Regions from separate parts of the Mus musculus genome. Here region 1 is linked to region 2. The links are chromatin contacts, called in public Hi-C maps. All regions are on one chromosome and are shown on one strand. Each heading gives the region's core, a stretch centred on a gene start, on an enhancer-like site or on the middle of the called end of the contact. The rest is flanking DNA. Distances are from core to core; before and after follow the strand shown.

Region 1 (4,868 bases), core at 802-3,301, 130 kb after region 2:
TAGACATAGGACGCAATGAAAATGGGAAGTGGGTCTGAAACTTGGCACCTGGCTTGGCATACAAGGGAAAAAAATAGACACTGAGAAGTATATTGAAATTATCAAACTATAATTTTTTTTTAAATCTGTCTGGCAAAATGGCATGTCCTCCACAAGTGTTCTTTTCCTCATAAGGCAAAATATTCCCCTCAGGAACCTACACTTTTGTTGTCTTGAGGTTTGTTTTTATTTGGCCTCTGATGGCAACAGAATTTGTACATATGTCTGTTTCTATCTCAGCTTGCTTATTTATCATCTCCATACAGTTCCAAACAGTTTGTATTCAAATACACTCATCCTGACAAACGGTGTATACTCCAGCCAAGAAAATATCATGGAGCTCTTGTTAAATATACCTTTAATTTTTTTTTTTTTTTTTTACAGCACACGGCACCATTTGCCATATGTCTTTCTCTTGGTAGATACATGTTTGTCACAGTATTTTTAACTCCTGTGCTTTGAAACTCCACAGAAGGCTAGGTAGCTATGGCTGCATTTGCTAGTGCCCAGGTAGGAAAAAATATCTGAAGTATATTTCAAACTCCTTGTATATTTACATGACTTTGCTGGTCCCCTTTATATCGGGCCACTGAAGTGATAGTTTTCAATGATGAAAGAAGGGTGCGGTGACAAGAAGTCCTTCTAGATGTATGGCACAGCACAATGCTTTCAAGTATTTGTTTGAATTATAAGAGTTACATAAATTATTCCATTCCTATTCAAAGCAACTTTAGGGAACAAAGAAGACCTTTGGAATAAAGTCATTGTGTGTGTGTCAGTGTGTGTGTGTGTCCTATTTCAGAGCACTTATGAAGACTATCCCACTTATTCTTATTTAAGGACAAAAATAAGGGTTAAAAACAAGAAAGAAGAGAAATTATGAAAGATGAGATGAGGTAGAGATTGGGAATGGACAGGAGACACTTTAAATTTAAATTTTATCAGTGCTCTTATGTGATATATTATTATATATTATATATTTTATGTGATATATTGTCTCCTAGAACACACTAACCCAAAGAACCCACCCAGCTCATGATTAGCTAACAATCTCCCATGAGTCCCTTCTGGGGAGGAGTATTATGGGATGTAGCTCTCCATGACTATAATACTATACCAAGCTTTTCACAGCTGCCAAGAACTAGTGACTTAAATGAAATATGAAGAGTTGCTTAAAAGCCTGAGGTTGAAAAATAGAAATTAGTAACTCTGTCCTTGACACACTGTCAACTTGATCGTGAAATATTTTCCTGTGCGTGTCCTGAGCATGAACATGTCAAAGAGCTACCACGCGACCTGGTTGATCATCAAGTCCTCCCTACCTTCATGCCGAGGGTGTACAGTATCTTCCCGACTCGCTCCCCTTCATCCAAAAAGGTTCTGTAAACATTTTGTCATTTCTAAGCCCAAGAAATAATGCATAAATGCGAACCCCACAAGGTGACTCTGATAGCGTTATCAGGTCAAATCGTGTTGAATGACTGACAGAAACATCAAATCCAGAAGCAGCATGGGGCATGAACACAGAGGAAGCGGTGTGTGATCGGACAATGAGAGGTGAAGGCAGTGATGGAGACAGATGGATGGAGAGCTGGACTTGGTAGTTCTCACCTACTGGATCTTTCTTCTTTTTCGGGGGCTCGGATTGACTTTGCTCCTCCTCGGGAGCTGCTTCCTGGGGCGGCGAGCTGAGCGGCTCCTGAACTGACTCACTCACTGTACTTACTTCTTTCTGGCCCCGGCTGGAAGGGCTACTGGGTGGTGAGGGCTTATTAGGGTTGCTACCGAGCAAAGCATCTTTCTGAGAGGTTGGTGGGGAGGCTCCATTCATGCCCCCCCTGGAGTCTGTTAGTCCACCAGGCGTATCACTCAGTTGAGGCCACACATCTGGAGACACTCCTCCCCCTACAGTCACCAGACAACAACAGAAACGACATGAGCCAGACCCTGTACACGTCACTTTTGGAGCAAAACAAAACATTGACATTTAGGACTGCAAGCAGAGCGAAAACCAATCTTGGTTTAACAGTTTGCACCAGAGAGCACACTTCAACTTCCCCATAGTTTGGAAGAAGAAGAAATAAGAACAGAAACAAATCACAGACAGAACGGGAACCATTTCTATTTGCAGAACCCAAAGGGTTTTTAGCTTATACGGGAAAAAGCAAATCTCGGACATCTCTTGGGAGATAGATGTTCTAATATTCAACAGAACAGAGAAAGGACCACAAAGTGCACAGACACCAAATTAAAGACACGAACTGTATAACAGTTATATAAATCATGACTGTTAGTGCAACAGGAATGTTGTACCTTCCAACCCATAAAACAATATGTATGCTACTGTACACCTTACAGTAAGGCCCAAGGAAAAAACCTGGTATTAAATCTCGTTGTTATTGTATCTGTTGCTCTACATTTTGAGACAGTATCTTGCTATGTAGCCTAGGGTCTTGAGTACATAACTCTCCTGCCTCAGCTACCCTAGTCGCTGGGATTATAGTGTGAACCATCACAGCCACCGAACCTCTTTTTCAGTGACACTGGTGCTTTGTACATCATAACTATGTGCTCTATGACTGCGATCCATACTCGAGCAAACACTTCTGTTACTATGTTAGCTTAGTGCACATTTTCTTTCTGTTTTTCTGAACTAGCCGGATCCCTTACCCACTCTATCCAAGATTGGTAGGTACAACACATATATACATATAATTACCTTTTAATGGTGTTACTCTGTTGGTTAGTTTGCAAATAGAGATGAAATATGTGCTTAAGCAACCACATGTGTCTTGCATGAATCTCAGCGACATGGTAATATGCTGTTAGGAAGAAGCCAAGCTCTGTTGCAGGTGAAATGGCTTTTAGATACAGTTCGATACAAGTTACAGTGATGTACCACTTCATGGATGCAGGGCGGCCTGCCAGGTCCCAGGATGAACATGATGTTAGGATGGAATTTCATACACTGGGGAATGCCTGAGGAGACTGGGATGTGAAGATGGAAATACTACAGATGTAGACACTGGTAAGTGATGGAGATCTGTAAAAGGTCAGCTATGGAAGGTTAGTGTCAGATGGAGTCGAAGAAAATGACCGTTTAATGATGGAATCATGGAGTGACATTAGAAACTTTAAACTGTTTATGGAAATGATGGAAAGTTAGAAAACTTCAGTATTTTCCTTGACCAAACTGCATAAAAGGAACTTACCGATAGCAGCTTTGACTTCAATAGCTTCCGAATCCTGTGAATATTCGCTAAGTCCAGCTGCATTCACTGCTCTGACCCGGAAAATATAGCTCTGAGCAGTCGTCAGTCCATGACAAGTAAATCTAAAGATAAAAGAAAGCTTTTAACCCTGACCTAGGAGGGCCATTAGGGAAGTGATTGGCAGCTTTACTGAATGATCTAAGCAGCTTGGATTGTTCTGAAAAGATTCATTTTCCAAAAAGGAGGAAAAAGGACACTGAGAGCTTCCAGTAATATATGCACCTTAAACAAGAAGACTATGTGGGCAATTTATAAATCTTAGTGAGAGAGAGAGACAGAGACAGAGAGACAGAGACAGAGAGACAGAGAGACAGAGAGACAGAGACAGAGACAGAGACAGACAGACATGGAGACAGACACAGAAAGACAGAGGAATAGGGACAGACAGAGAGACAGAGAGACAGAGACAGAGAAATCCTAGCTTTTCCTTTCTCCTTTTTGATGGTTTGTTTTTGTTTTTGTTTTTCAAGACAGGGTTTTTCTGTGTAGCCCTGGCTGTCCTGGAACTCACTCTGTAGACCAGGCTGGCCTCGAACTCAGAAATCCACCTGCTTCTGCCTCCCAAGTGCTGGGATTAAAGGCGTGTGCCACCACTGCCCGGCTAATCCTGGCTTCTCCTGAATGTTCATCACAAGATGTTCAACAGGGAAATAATAAGACTAACTCATATTAATTCTGCATAAAGATAAACTAGATAGTATTTAAAATATCATTAGTGGGTCTAGCACAAATGAGGCACTTAATAAATAATAGGTCTGTTGACAACATTATAGATAGTTCATATATATATATATATATATATATATATATACACACACATATATAGGTAGTTCATGTATATATATATTCATATATATATATACACACACACACATATATATATATGTAGTTCAGGTATATATATATATATATATGTAGTTCAGGTATATATACATATATACATATGTACATATATGTAGTTCAGGTATATTCTTAAAATGTAAGGCACTGATAAATCCTGTCACATAAACCCAAGTGCTACCTCCTTTATGCCAGGGAAGGGATCGTCACTTGAGAAATCGCACTGGAATCTGGATCTAGAACTGCCGTTTAAATACAAAGTTAAATACCTCCAACTACAAGGTATGGATCCATGGTAGTTTCTTCACATTTAAAACCACCATACTCCTCAACAGGTGCTATAGCTGTAAGTAGCCATCCATGAACCACTGTAACATGAAAATCAGCCCTGAACACTGTAACCCAAAGGAAATAACAGTTCTTCTAAAGACACTATTACCACTCAATGTTCAAATGTTCAAAAAGGAAGTGGTATCTTTCAGTCTAGGTAGGGTCGAGCTGGATTAGTGAATGTTTATTGAACATTTCAGGGGTCACGGCATTGGACTAGTTATAGATCTGAAGATGAATAACACCGTGTCTGCCTTTCACTGGCTCCTGATTTTGTTGTTAAAGGTAGATGCTGGGCTCCGGGGCTTCTAAATGCCCCAGGATAGAGATGGAACGCATGGACTTTTCAGTCTAAGAAATAAATGCCATGTGAGACATCCTGCCCTC
Region 2 (4,749 bases), core at 1,983-4,482:
CCCCAAAAAAAAAAAAACCAACCAAAACCAACCCAACTTGTGCACGTGAGAACATGGTTCCCTTGGTGGAACTATTTAGGAAGGATTAGGAGGTGTGGTCTTTTATGTCATTGGGGGTGGGCTTTGATTTTTAAGAGCCCATACCAACTGTCTCCAATTTGTAGACAAGAATGTAAGCTCTCAGCTCCTCCTGCAGCACCAGGCCAGTCTATATCCATGATTCCTGCCTTGATGGTCATGGACTTACCCTCACAAGCCCTTAGTTAAATGTTCTCTTATATAAGTTGCTTTGGTAATGATATCTCTTCACAGCAACAGACCAGCAACTAAGACAAGCACCAAGGTAGATCAAGTGCTCCCCAAGGAGGACTCTCAATTTGTCAAATTCTAGTGATACTGTCTAATGGTGGTGACTCATTATTCCCTAGTTGTATTCCTAGATTGTGCTTTAGCCTTGTTCAATGTATTCAACTGATGCTAAAATGAGAAGATACAGATACTGGAGGTAATGAATGTCTGCTTTGATGTGCATCCTTTAGTTGTGAGTATCTCTGATACCTTCTGGGATCTGCCCATCCTTATTTCAGACTCTACATTTCAAGTGGATTCAGGTGAAGGTGAGGCTTTTATTTAATCCAGCCCAATGGACTTGTTCCATTCCAGCGACAGTGACTAGCCTTGGATGGATGTGATCCAAGCATGAAGCCAGCACTTCTAAAGGCAATGTCTCTCTCGCCTGTGCTGGCTGAATTAATGGCAGTGAGCCTGGCAGCACTGGCTGCTGTCTGGCATGAGGAAGAACTCAGACAGAGGCAGAACTCTAAGGTGGGGAATCAGAATCCTGCCAGTGCCTTTAACCCCTCCCTACACCAGCACTGACTAAAGTAGATGCCCCTGGACTTTGGCCTAACTTTTCTGCTTATAACAGTAGGAGGGTAGGCTTTTGTCACCCATGCTGGGGACAGTTCCAATACATTGGGCATTTACTTCAATAAATAATCATGATACTGATTTTGTGAAACATTAACAAAACGTGTACTCTGAGTTACTAGATGTCACAAGAGGACTGGTCTTCTGTCAAACATGGACACGTCATAGGAAATGACTGCCTCTAAACAGCTGTTTTAAAGTAGTTATGATTTCAGGTGCTGCCACACGTGAAAATGTAGTTAATTTAAAAATCAGTGAACAGCTTACCCTAATGCAGAAAGGCCTGCGACAAGAGGTCAATGTAAGTCACCAGTGCGCCTATGACAGATAAAGCTCAAGTTTTACTTTCATAAGAAAGCTGTGTTTTGGTAAATCAAATGGACAGATTTCTTCTCAAATAGATCTCCTAGATTCTGGGATATGAAGGAAGGGAACAGGAAAGAAGAAATTTTTTCTTTTCTTGGGCCCTGTGTATTATGATCCTAAAAGTACTTGGGGTAGGGGTGGGATGTCTGACAAGGTATTTAACAGTTAATGGTTAATAAAACCACCCGTGTAACCTGGTAAAGAAATTACATCTCTAATTACAAAGTGCACAGAGAATACACACATCTGCTCAGCTTCTCACTTACACAGAGGACAAATGCCTGCACACATCTGCTGCAGCTCCACTCAAAGGCCAAAAGCCTGAGTCAACCTATCAATTAGAAACCTGGTTCCAGAGAACGGTGGGGGGCGGGTATGGTATGGTGGGAGAAACTTCTGAGAAGACCCCCAAAAGAAATTTTACAAACAGATCCTTGAACATCTATGGAGAAACAGCTCTAATATGAAAGTACTAATAGTGTCACTACAAAAACCACAAAGGAAACAAACACAGAAAGCACTAACTATGGCTAGACAACCCTGCCCTAGAGTAGAAGCTGCCAGGCCAAGAAGTAACACTGTAGCTGCTTCTGCTTTCTAATGGGATCAAGCAAAGGCTAGTCTGAAAAATCCAGTGGGAAATGATTTTATAACACCCAAAGAGATGGTTTCTCTTTGAAAAATAAAGTCTAGTTTTGGAAACCCACTTTCTTTCAGTTTCAAAAACCCAAAGCCTAAGTAGAGGGAGATGTATATCCAAAAAAACACCAGCAAAAACCTCTTTAACTTGTGCATGTTGGTCCTTCGGCACCCACCCTTCCACTGTGCTACCCAGTGGCAAAGTGCTCCGAAATCTTAGTAAGAGTTGCTGACATTATTATCACCATGTGGAAGACAATGTGGAAGTGAAAAGTTGCCAAATACATGCTCTACAAAGTTTTATCATTAACTCTGTTTTAAAACCTACCATACACACAATTCAAAAACCTTCTTATTGCCCAATACTTGAGGGAAATGATAATTTAAAAACATCCAAACACTGCCCCCCATTAAATGCAAAAGAGGAAAAATACAAACATTCAATTGGGGTGTTTATTTCTTTTAAATAAATATAATCTACACTTGATTACATGAGCTTAGTCTACCTACTCATAATCAGTACAACAATATTATCATATATGTTTGTGTGTATGTATCAATCAATCAATCAACAGGCTCTCCTGTGTCTCAGGCTGGCCTCGTGCACCTCTGCTATGTGGCTGAGCTGAGAATGCTCCTGTCCTTCTGTCTCTACCTCCTCAGTGCCTGCACAGGCTTGGTGCATGGTATGCAAATGTTTTGCTGACTAAGCTGTATCTCCAGACTGCATTATTTTATTTTTAGAGAGCCTTTTTTTTTTTTTAAACTGAGGATTTAAAGCATGTACATGAGCCACAGGGTACACGGGTCAAGTCACTGGATGACTTCTGAGTGTGTTCTCTTGTTGCACCCTGTGGGTCTCAGGACTGATGGAGAGAGCCTTTACCACTGAATCATCTTGCTGGCCCTACACTATTTTAAAGTGCTATATTAAATAAAGCAAAATTTCTTTTTCAAAATAAGCCCAACTTCCTCATTTGTAATTATCTCCAGTTTTGTTCTGAGTCTCTTCATGATTTCAGTTTCTTTTTCATTTGGAGAAACTTTCTATAAGAGAGTCTTTTGAATTTAGAAGCCAATTCAAAAGCAGTACCTATAAAGTTGGTTTCTTACCATGGTCTTCAATAGCATGCAAGTTTAAAAAAAAAAAAAAGAGTAAGAGGAAGGGGCCGGTCACCATGGTGACCTGTGCACTCACCACTTTCTCCTTGGACCTCAGGACACCCAGCTTCCCGAAGCGTACGTGAAAAGGCGAGCACTGGTAGGAGCCATCCTGCTGCCTCACCACGACCACATCGATGCATCCAGACAACGTGGCTTGGTTAATGCCCTTGTAGAGTTCCTTCACAGTGACGAGCACCTGCCCAGCCAGCTGGCCCACATAATTCATGGTTTGAGACTGAGAAAAGAAAACGATGTCAGCACTAACTTTGACAACTAACAGCAACGACATAAAGAGTTTGATTAAACATACACTCTGCTCTGCTGTCCAGAGCCCATTGCTCTCCTGCTGCCCCAGCTACATCACACATATGTCTCAGACTGGCAGTGCCTCTAAGTGGGGTTGGAGGCTGTGGAAGTTCTGTTTCCTTCCACACCCCAGGGTGGGGCCAACTGTCTTCATCTCCCTCCACCAACCGCTCAGGACCTGCAGTACTATGTCCACTCTGACCACAGGAGGCAAGGACAGGAGGACTGTCACCTCCAGGGGAAGCTTGGGATTTATCTTTGCAGAGAGACAAGGGATACAACTGAGAACCGAGATCTTCTGGTTCAGATACATCAGGTACATGCTGCGTCAAGCGAGCTGTGGTAAGCTGCGCCAAGACTAACACACGTACCATGACTTCAGAACCTCAACATGGCATAATGGGACATAACGTTTGTGTCCCACAATGTTCAGAGCACAAAAGGGGTTTTGGTTTCTCAACTTCAACTCACTACTCAAATCAAGATCACCAGAGCTCTGCAATTCAAAAGAGAGAGGGTACATCTAAATCTGGCTTCACCCCTTACCCTGACTCATCCACTGAAAAACCCAACCCACACCAAAACAAACCCATTAGTCCTCAGGCTGTCAGCTCTCCCTCCAGCGGGTGAACACACCATCACTCAGCAGACACCTTTATGTTACGTTAAAGCCAAATCCACAGAGAGTCCATCCCCTGGATGTAGGATCAGAAAAACCTCCAGCTTTAGGCTAATGCAGAAGTCAATTTTTATTGGACTCTAGGAGTAATGAGTCCAAACTATTAACTGCGCAGAGTGGCCTCTCTAAACCAGCTCTGGTTGCCCTAAGCTCAAGATTCCATATTTGCAAAGTTCTAGAGAGACATTCTGTGTTGTCAGGTAAGTCCTAGGTGGAACAGGGACAAAGTGCTGATCCCCTAAAAAAAATGAAGTGGACCTGCCAGGTCCCATCAGCACATAACTCAGCCTACTGGCCAGAGACAGTCAGTGCCTAAGGCAAGACAGACTCCACTCAACAGTCTATACAGAGATGACTGTAACCACAGTCTAGCTGTTGAGTAGCCTGAAGCATATAATCCTGATTATTCCCCTGGGTATTCCAAGGTTTCCAACTGCACATTCCAAAGAGCTTGCTTTGTGCAATGTACACAAGCAGCTACATTTACTACGATCTCCTAAGGTGGAGGATGTCATAATTATAAAGAAAATATGTTATAGCCATGAAACAATTATAAACAGGTGGCTTTGGTTTTAGGATGAGGATGGTTGCTTTTATTTTGATAGCAAGGCCAGATTAAGCACACATCAAATACTTAATTTTTGAAAAAAAAATTTTTTTGAGAT

Evidence for each region. Hi-C and Micro-C count contacts between places; a contact is called where the count stands out from the background.
Region 1: a Hi-C map of bone marrow-derived macrophages shows a contact between it and region 2, with 41 read pairs. The contact joins two enhancer-like sites. A contact is called at or near these places in 2 of 15 datasets of contacts at CTCF or cohesin (the NIH/3T3 cell line and large pre-B cells), 17 of 484 Hi-C or Micro-C datasets (the AML12 cell line, B cells, CD8 T cells and 9 more), 14 of 115 datasets of contacts at active chromatin or transcription factors (CD8 T cells, the HPC-7 cell line, bone marrow-derived dendritic cells and 9 more) and 6 of 9 other capture datasets (adipose tissue, bone marrow-derived macrophages, embryonic stem cells and 3 more).

What each region holds. Positions count from the first base shown.
Region 1 is chr17:71,079,279-71,084,146 of GRCm38.p6, reverse strand. It overlaps Myom1 (myomesin 1), which reads right to left. Exons shown (of 37, transcript NM_001083934.1): 17 at 3,252-3,373. Among named protein-coding and RNA genes, the nearest start is that of Myom1, 62 kb to the right of the region's middle. Within about 2 kb of position 2,051, at least 19 of the 459 cell types and tissues checked have an H3K27ac peak or open chromatin away from gene starts, as enhancers often do. A contact at or near this core is called in adipose tissue, bone marrow-derived macrophages and microglia, where this site is marked.
Region 2 is chr17:71,213,549-71,218,297 of GRCm38.p6, reverse strand. It overlaps Lpin2 (lipin 2), which reads right to left. Exons shown (of 20, transcript NM_001357791.1): 2 at 3,134-3,334. The coding sequence starts at 3,325. Among named protein-coding and RNA genes, the nearest start is that of Lpin2, 32 kb to the right of the region's middle. Within about 2 kb of position 3,232, at least 76 of the 459 cell types and tissues checked have an H3K27ac peak or open chromatin away from gene starts, as enhancers often do. A contact at or near this core is called in adipose tissue, bone marrow-derived macrophages and microglia, where this site is marked.